Regions from separate parts of the Mus musculus genome. Here region 1 is linked to region 2. The links are chromatin contacts, called in public HiChIP or PLAC-seq maps. All regions are on one chromosome and are shown on one strand. Each heading gives the region's core, a stretch centred on a gene start, on an enhancer-like site or on the middle of the called end of the contact. The rest is flanking DNA. Distances are from core to core; before and after follow the strand shown.

The links. HiChIP or PLAC-seq counts read pairs in DNA pulled down with a chosen protein or histone mark.
Region 1: a contact with region 2 is called in an H3K27ac HiChIP or PLAC-seq map of embryonic fibroblasts, with 5 times the contacts expected there. The contact joins two enhancer-like sites. A contact is called at or near these places in 3 of 15 datasets of contacts at CTCF or cohesin (the NIH/3T3 cell line, hippocampal excitatory neurons and stem cell-derived epiblast-like cells), 22 of 484 Hi-C or Micro-C datasets (the AML12 cell line, the HL-1 cell line, the N1E-115 cell line and 10 more) and 11 of 115 datasets of contacts at active chromatin or transcription factors (cardiomyocytes, embryonic fibroblasts, embryonic hindbrain and 4 more).

Annotation. Positions count from the first base shown.
Region 1 is chr6:84,563,529-84,568,004 of GRCm38.p6, reverse strand. No RefSeq gene overlaps it. Among named protein-coding and RNA genes, the nearest start is that of Cyp26b1, 28 kb to the left of the region's middle. Within about 2 kb of position 2,539, at least 25 of the 459 cell types and tissues checked have an H3K27ac peak or open chromatin away from gene starts, as enhancers often do. A contact at or near this core is called in the HL-1 cell line and embryonic fibroblasts, where this site is marked.
Region 2 is chr6:84,417,352-84,421,764 of GRCm38.p6, reverse strand. It overlaps Gm10445 (predicted gene 10445), which reads left to right. Exons shown (of 4, transcript NR_046063.1): 2 at 161-242; 3 at 1,282-1,370. Among named protein-coding and RNA genes, the nearest start is that of Gm10445, 4.3 kb to the left of the region's middle. Within about 2 kb of position 1,919, at least 24 of the 459 cell types and tissues checked have an H3K27ac peak or open chromatin away from gene starts, as enhancers often do. A contact at or near this core is called in the HL-1 cell line and embryonic fibroblasts, where this site is marked.

The DNA of each region.
Region 1 (4,476 bases), core at 1,290-3,789, 150 kb before region 2:
CCCACTCTGCTAATGCCCTGTGCAGATGCTGTAGTTGGCAGGCAGCTTTTAGAGAGTGACAGCTTTCACGGTCCTCAGAGAGTGACCTACCCCACAGGCATCCCCGGCTCTGCCATCTCCAAGGCCTTGTTGGCATCAGGCCCAGGGCCACACAGAGCTCCTGTCCTAATAACAGTACCCCCGGGATGGCAGGGGATGGCAGAGCAGAGCCATTGATGAGAGATAGTAAATGTTAGCCTTGGACTAGTGCCTGGGACTGAGTCTGGCCCAGGCAGCCTTGGAGAACATGGGGTCTCAGCCTGGGATCTAGAGTGGCTCCGAGAGGCCTTGTTTTGCGTGTGTTCCAGCCTGAAGGAGTGAGTTCTTGGCTTCCACAGCCCGCCAAAGAGGTTCTGAGGAGATTTAGCAGGTTTGGGCCCTAACAGCAGAATGTGAGAGATAGTGTGCATGTGTGTATAGGTGCACATGTGCGCAGATGTGTGTGTCTGTGTGGTCAGTCTCAAGTGTGGTTCCTAGGAACCATCCACCTTATTTTTTATTTTGAAGACAAGTTTTCCCTCTCTATCCCTGGCTGATCTGGAACTTGCTATACAGACCAGGCTGGCCTTGAACTCACAGAGACCTATCTCCCTCTGCTTCAGACTGCTGGGGTTAAAGACCTTCATGCCTGACTCACTTTTTTTTTTAAAACATGTGTGTGTGTGTGTGTGTGTGTGTGTGTGTGTGTGTGTGTGTGTACAAATGTGTGGAGATACCAATGGAGGCTGGAAAAGATCATATCCCTTGAAGCTAGAGTTACATGCCATTGTGAGCCCCTTGCAGTGGGTGCCGGGAACCAAACTTAATCCCAGCTGGGAAAGCAGCAGGGCCTCTTAAAGGCTGAGCCATTTCTCTAGTGGCCACCTTGCTTTTTCAGATGAGGTCTCTCACTGGCCCAGAACTCCACAAGTAGACAGATGGGCTGGCTGGCTTTCAAACACCAGAATCCTCCTGTCTCTGGCTCCCAGCTCAGGGGATTCTAAATCTTTTAAAATAGGGACCCTGAGGATTCAACTTCAGCTTGGTCCCCGGCATGGCCATCATGTTGTGGGTGGAGCTATCTCACTAAAAAAATCTTTGGGATCATTTTTTTATTCCTCATTTCCCTCAGCATTAAGGTCCCCTTTTACAGCTGGCTCTGAGTCTAGGTAACACAGCCATGATCCCTTGTCTGGAAGGTAGGATTCCTCATTGTCTGGGGTTGGGGAGAATGGGGGTGGGGTAGGGGTGGGAAACCTCTTCTGGCAGTGGAGTGGCTGCTCGTAGGCCTAGGGAATTATCATCGTCTCCCAGTTTGGGAGGAAGCCACTGGGCATGACCTTACCCTGACCTTCCTGAAGGATGAGCAGCAGACAAGAGCATCCATGAAGGGGCTCTGAGCAGCGGGCGCAGGGCCAGTGCCAGCATTCCTTGCTCAGGCTTTTTGGTGGCCCCTGGGCTAGGGGTGATCTTACCTCTTGCAGCATCTTAGCTTGGCAAGTCAGGAGCCATGCCTGGGAGGCTGGGAGGGGCGAGGTGAGTGCAGAGAAAAGTCAGGGCATGTGTGGGCTGCAACCAAAGGACTAAGCATAAGGTGTGTCCCGAGGGGCCGGCTGGCAGCATGAATGTAGGGTGGGGAGGCTTTACAAAAGACCTGGGGGTCAGGGCTGACTCCGGGCTGGCTTTGAGCAGTGCTTAGAAGTGATGGCAACAGGGTGTGGGAAGGCTGGGGCCGGGAAGTGATCGTGGTGGCTCTTAGTGCCACTCCCATGGTTGAGGGCCTCACCTCTGAGGGACAGGGTGATGCCTACCCTGGAGAATAAGGCTTAGCATCTGCTTTTCAGTCTCCTGACCCCAGGAGGCCTCACTCCAAAGGCCCCAGATCACAGATGGGCATTTACGTCCTTAGCCTGGAAGTGCGTGCTGTTTGTTAATAGAAAAATGTCACCTTGGGGCCAATGGTGTGACTGAGTGGGGTGTTGAGAAAAATACCTCTTTGAATCACTACCAGACCAGAGTGTAGCTTCTGTCTTCCTGAGGAATCGAAGAGGCTGGGGTGCTGCATGGATTGGGGGGCTGCTTGCCTATCCAGGCAACTGTGAGAGGACGAATTCTCTCTCTGACTGCACAGGCCTCACACACACTGGATCCTGTTGGACTGGGATAGACCGGAAGAAGCTCGCCATGGGATGGGCTGTCACAGTCTGAAGCCAAGGTGCAGCGTATGTGAGAGAGGAACTGTCCAGGATGAAGATGCTCCAGGAGAAGGGTACTCCAGGAGGGGTTGCTCCAGGACGGGTGTTCCAGGAAGGATGCTACAGGGAGTGCTTTTAGGAGAGGGGTACCCCAGAGGGGTGCTCCAGGAGAAGAATGCTTCAGGAAGGGGTGCTTCTAGGAGAGGGGTGTTCCAAGAGGGAGCTCCAGCAGACCCTTGGCATGTTGTGACAGGGAAAGGAAGGCACGGGCCAGCCAAACAAGTCATCCTTAGTGAGTCAAGCTTCTGGCAGACAGCCCCTAGCCCAGGGCATCTGTGACTCAGTCACTGACTGACAGGCAGTGGACCCACAGTGAAAGTGCTGGGAAGGGGTGGCACTAAGGGTGGCCCGCCCTGGCTGCCCCAGTAGTCCGATACCTCGCCCTAACCCCTCCCCTCCCCCACCATGCTCCACTAACCTCCCAGTACACCAGGTGAGAGGTCCTTGGCAAAGGTCAAGACTTTCCCGTCCCCTAGCTAGATCTAGGTTTCAACTCAGAGGGGCCCTAGGAGCATGACAGGGCAGGATCAGGTCAGCAGCTTCCTATCTTCCTCCCTCCTTCCAAGCACGCTCCCCTTTCACTGGAACTCATGGCAGGATGCACTAGCCGGATCAAGTCCCCTTCCACAACCTGTCAGCACCTACCTTGGAATTGCTCTTGCCAAGGAAAGAAGAATTGCAGGCCACATAGAAAGGCTGTGGCTTAAAGGGAGGAGAAGAGCCTTTAAGAGGGAGATGGTAGAATGGAGGTCTCTATTAGAAAGGATTCAGAGTAGTTCCCCACCTAACCCCCACCAAAGCAACCTGTCCTTCCTGTGGAGCAGATAAATCACATGACCAGGTTGAGTGCTCTGGGGCCACTGGGACCCTATAGAGACAGGGCTGCTGGAACGTCACAGAAGGACCCAAAGGGACCAGGAATTAGAGTGGGGAGGAAGACCAAGGGTCACGGGAAAGCCTGATGTGGAAGGTAGCTTCCTCCAACAGGAGCCTGGTCACCTGGACACTGGACTAGTTTTAGGTGAGCATTGGAGAAGATCACAGTAAGGACTCAGGTTTAGAAAAGCCAGCCCTTTCCCACTCCCTTCCCTTGGCTCAGCCACAAACTGTCCACCTCGCACTGGCATCACACAGCATGCTGCCCAGGGCAAGGATGAAGTTAGGGGTGGGGGTGGGGGGCAGAGCAGACTGCCTTCCTTGCCTGGGAAAGCCAATGCAGTATCTAGGTTTAGCGGACTTGGGGCTAGAATATTCCCACACTCTGTCGAGACAGAGACTGAGTGGTCAGTATCTGGGGAGGGTGACCTTCACTCAACATTTCAGAACCTCACCTGGGGAGAGTACCACACCTTCTAGAATGTTCTCCAGGCTCCTTCACCCATGGCTCCTCACTGGCCCCTGCTTCCTCCTATACTGATGCTATCCTAATCCGGCTGTGACTTTCCACCACAAAACAATGAATCCTCCCATCTCCTATAGTTGGCCAAGGCTTCTGCTGGGCCTCAGCTCTGTCCCCAGACTCCATTCATCTATAAGGCCATGGATCCTGGAGGCACACCTGCTCCCACTTCAATTCTCAAGTGAGCTGGGCACAGCCTCTGTAGGTGACCTTCTTCTGAGCTTGATCTCTGCAATTCCTTTGGTCCTTGAGCTTTATGCTGACTGACATATGCCTTCCAATGTTGTCAGGGACACCCCGCATCCTGTAGCCCTCCTCAGGGATCCTCATATGCCGAATGTGAAGACCAGAGACAGTGGGTGTGAACTGAGTTGGTTCACACTGTCCACTTAGCAGATGGAACAACTGAGTCTCGGGGAGGAAAGGTGACTCCTGAGGGAGTCAGTTTTCTCGGAAGTCAGCTATGAGGTCTGTGTGAGAGGGCATGGCTACATAAAAAGATGTCAAGTGTTTTCTGAGTTTTCCTTCCCGTTTAACAACAGCCTCCAAGCCTGGGCAGACCTCAGTTGGTCAGTTGGTCTGATGGGCTGGAGCTCAGAGCTGGAGAAGCAGCTGTGGGATCTTCACACGCCTGGCTGGCTGGTGCAGGTGCCAAGAAGTGCTGAAGCGGATGAAATGGACCCCGAGCTCTGGTGATGATGTTCTTACCTTGTGCTTTGACAAACTCCTGTTTGCACGCCGCTCAGACACCCGGCTCCCTTGGGAAAGCCCCTCTGTGCTGTGACAAGGCACTCAGAACCAGCA
Region 2 (4,413 bases), core at 670-3,169:
GCTCTGATTCGGGGAGGAATGTCTTAACAGAAAGGGGAAGCCACTATTCCACAGTGACTATTACTATAACCTGAACTTTCAAACAGAGCCGGGGAAAAGACAGTACAGGTTACTACTTCAAGCACACGACCATAGTAAAATGTCCACTTGTTATTTTAAGGCATAGCCATGAGCTCTGCTGGGGACATGGGAGAAGCAGTTGCTGCCTATCCATGAAAATGAAGGCGTTCGCCAAGAACAAGGTCTGGTTCAGAGGTATCAGGGGAAAGCTAAAACATCATGTGTGCATGTGTGTGTGTGTGTGTGTGTGTGTGTGTGTGTGTGTGTGTGTGTAATACCAATAAAATGCATATAGACACAAACTAGTCTTGATGACTGCTTCCACAATATTTGACGGGAGCGTCCCAACAGCCAAAAACTAAAATGAATGAATGAATGGATAGATAGATAGATAGATAGATAGATAGATAGATAGATAGATAGATAGATAGATAGATAGATAGATAAAACTGGGACAGTGAGAACAGAGTCCCCTCATGTATTACTTCTCCGTGAAAGTTCAGCTTAAGGTTCAAAGTTCATTTACTCCAGTACCGAAGGGTCATGACCTGGCCCCAGTGCATAGCTTTGATAGTTCATAAGAAAAGCTTGTGTCCCCAGAGAAATGAATTCTTGACACATCATGGCAAAAATGTCACAGCATAACCAGACATCTCATGTCCCAAAGCACAAAGGAGGACTTAGGAGTCAAGACTTGTTGATCCATTTTAAAAAGGAACTCTGATTTCTAGAGTGATGGGGTGGCCACCAAACTTCTCAGGACAAACCCAAGTCACATTCAAACCCTATAATGGATCCAGGCAGGTTCCTGCCTGGGAGGCCAAGACCAGGGCACCATGGTTCACTTTGGGATGAGTGAGAATGGATAATAGTCAACTGGTTTTTTTGAGTTTTTTTTTTCTTCTGTTGGGTAGGATAGGGTGACAGGAATCAGTGGGAGGAACTATTCATCAGCATCTAAAAAAGAGAAGTTTCTAGAAGCAGATGCTCAGTATGAAGGCAACAAATCTGCTCATCTAATTCTTACAAAGCAGACAAGCTGGCCTTTCACTGGCATCAGATCAGTTTGTGGGGTCGGTCCAGCAGACAGCATTGCCTAATGCTCAGGACAAAGGCTTCAGCGCCCTGAAAGCCAAGGGATAATCCTGAGCCAGTGGCATAAAAGATGCTATCGGGTCACACACAAGTGCCCTTTGCTGGTGCTGTGCTTCCTTCCTCCAGGTCCCAGGAGCTTCGTTCTGAAGAGTGTGTAGCTTGAAAGCCTGCTCTTGGATGTCTCGGGTCACTTCACACAGACTATTGCATCAAGAGTAAGTACCAATCAGTGAAGGAAAGGAAAAACGTCAGGTCTGCCATTACAGGGTGCAGTGAGTCCTGGTGCTATGCTGGCAAGAGACTGGGAGTCTAAGTTGAGACTTCACAGAAAGCCCACCCTGCCTTAGCTGCTTCCTTATCTCAGCCTGACCTGGTTCTGCTCTGCCTTCTCTGTTTCTACTTGGTACCTTTCCTTGACAAATCACTTGTACAAGAACTTTCCCAGTCTCTGAGGCAACAGGTCCAGCAAGGGCAAGTGCAGAAGAGAATGGGAAGAGACTGGCTGGGAGCAGCCTCCCCCAACCTTCACTCCATCCCCTCCCAGTGCCTGGGTCAGGCACAGTAGGTTCTTTATTCACCACCATCACATCCTGAAAGCACCACTCTTCTAGGGTGGCTTCAGGTGTCTGGGCTTTTGTGAGAAGCAAGTGGCTTATTGAGTGACAGAGATGGAAAGCGTCCTGGCACCCGTGTCCTGCCTTGCTGAGCTCCTCTGGGCTGCCCTGTTCTGCCTGCCAGGGAAGTCTTGGCTTCCCAGAGAAGCTTGTAAAAAGCATTGAGTTATAGCCAGAGTCTCTGCTGTCTAGATCAGGGAAGTCAGAGTGAGATCCAACAGTCCCCATAGGAGTAACAGGATTCCAGAGAAAGAACCACACCCCAGAGGTAACAGCTCCAGCATACAATCTCTACCTCAGGCCCACAGGTCCCTCCTCACTCCCTCTAGAATTCTTATAAAGACCTGGCCAGACCTGCCTGGTCATCAGGCTCAGCCTGAGGTCACTTCCAGACAATGCAAGCTGGAGGGTGGAAGGGCTCCATGTTACACAAAGGACAACTGTTGCATCACCAAAAACAGCAGGGCTTTGCCTGAACCTCAGCTCCATTCCCATCAGCATATGCTGTGACCCACAGTTGAGTAATGAGCTGTAAGTTGCATCAGACGAGTCCCCTGCTATACTGATGAGTCTCTCAGAGGTGAGGTCCCTGCAGACTGCCCTCTGGAGTCAGCATGCCAGAGAGAGTCCCAGGCTGGATCTTTTCGAGACAGGTGTCAGCAATCCCTCCCTTCCAGCTCTCTATAGATCTATGTGGCTGTTGGGGATGACTTAGGTTTAGAAAGCTCTGTGGATTCTGAAGCTGGGACTACAGGACTCTCTCAACCACAGCAAAGGAAGAAGGCTGAAACTGGACCAACCAGGGACAACTAGAGGCACTCTCCATCAGTGACAAGGTTTTAGCAGGTCACATTGATAGCCAGTGGCAACAAGAGCTTAACTCCAGGTACTTGACTTGGAAAAAGAGGCGGGTCCTACATCTGACCTTGCAGTTCCCCCAAGGTCTAAGGGAGTGCTTGCCCACGTGTGCACGTGTACAGGTGGAGGAGAGTACACATGTCTGTGTGTGCATGTATGTGGAGGTAAGAGGTCAACGTTAGGAGCTGTTAATCTTGCTTTTTGAGATAGAGCATCTCACTGGCCTGGAGCTCACCAATTGGCCAAGGTAGCTGGCCAACAAGTCCCAGGGATCTGCCTGTCTCCACCTCTACAAATGTTAGACACATGCAATATGGGTTCTGGGGCAAGCACTTTGCCAATTGAGCCATCTCCTTAGTCCTCTAGTCTTCATTCTTCATTGCCTGTTCTCTCTCAACAGTGGACACTGGTGGATCTGAACTCCCCTCCCCCCCCCATCTTCTTTCACTCCCCTGGGTATGTCTTTCCCGATCCCTTGCAGGCTCTATGTCCTGCGATCCTGACCAGGCTCAGCCTCCAGCCCCTTGCTCTTTGCTCTACACTTTTGTCTGCTGGTCAACATGGTCCCCGCTAGACACTCCCCTCACCCCACCCCCAGAAGCTGTAGCATAGTCTCAGTCAACTCGGAACTCATCAAATCCTTGATCTTCCCCTAAACCTACTCTTCAGGGAAACTCATCTTTGGTGCCCCTTAGCTCTTTGCCCTACAGTGTACCCCACTGCAGCAAATGGCCCATGAGTGGCTTAGCTGATCAAACCAGAAACCTGGGTACTGCTCAACTCCTTTCTGCCCACTCACCCTTCGATAGATATGCTGCTAGTTTTTCAATGTTTCATTAATCTTGGCACTTCCGTCCTTGATTTCTGAGGCCAGAGTCTAGAACTAGTCAAACCTCGTCTAGGTTTAGGTCCTTCCTGGGGTAGTTCTTGCATGATTGCAGGGAATCTGTTTACTGAGGGAGGAATCATGGGCCTGTTTCCTGGAACAACTGGGCTGGAGAGAAGTTCCCTCAGAGAGACATGATCCCTTACATAGGGCAGGATGCTGCTGCTTGCTAGGCTCTGTGGGGAACTTGCACACAGAGAAAACTCCTGTGAATACCCCACGAATAATCAGCTACACTCCAAGGTGTGTAGTTGGGAGATAGAATAGAGCCTCAGGTAGAAGAACGCTTCTTTAGGGAGCCCACCCCTCAACAATTCTCTTATATCCAGAAGGGGGTAAAATGTCTTATTCTTCTACACACTCACAGGTCTCCCCCACATTAGCATAGTCCCCTTCAATCGTGTTCCCCACCCTAGCCACTCTGGGGTCTCCAAATGTATGGATTCAGAAATCCCGATTGATACTTGCCCGATAACTCAGTGCCTAGCTTGCTGGCATTCCCTCCCTCCCAAGAGAGCACCACTTGACTATAGGAGAGAAAGGAAGACTCTCCCGGACTCTGAGGACTGGTCGATCCTTGCTCCAGAACCTTCCATGGCTGGCTGTGGAAGATGAAGGCAGACCCGGGAAAACATCATTTTTCTGGGTACACGTCTAGGCTGTCTTGTCATCTGCTACTCCTAAACCCCTCAGAGGACCTGGGTTGTCCCATTCTCCTGAGAACAGTGATATGCTTAGGAAGCCGTGCAGGAGAAGAGCCAGCACCTCCCTGGGGAGCACCCCTCCCAGAGAACACAATAGGGCTTCTGCAAGCTGAGGGGGTGGGAGACTATACCTAGGCCTGGTGGGCTTGAAGCACCAAGCACGGTGGCCTGGGGGAGGGGCCGAGAGGGTATGGGA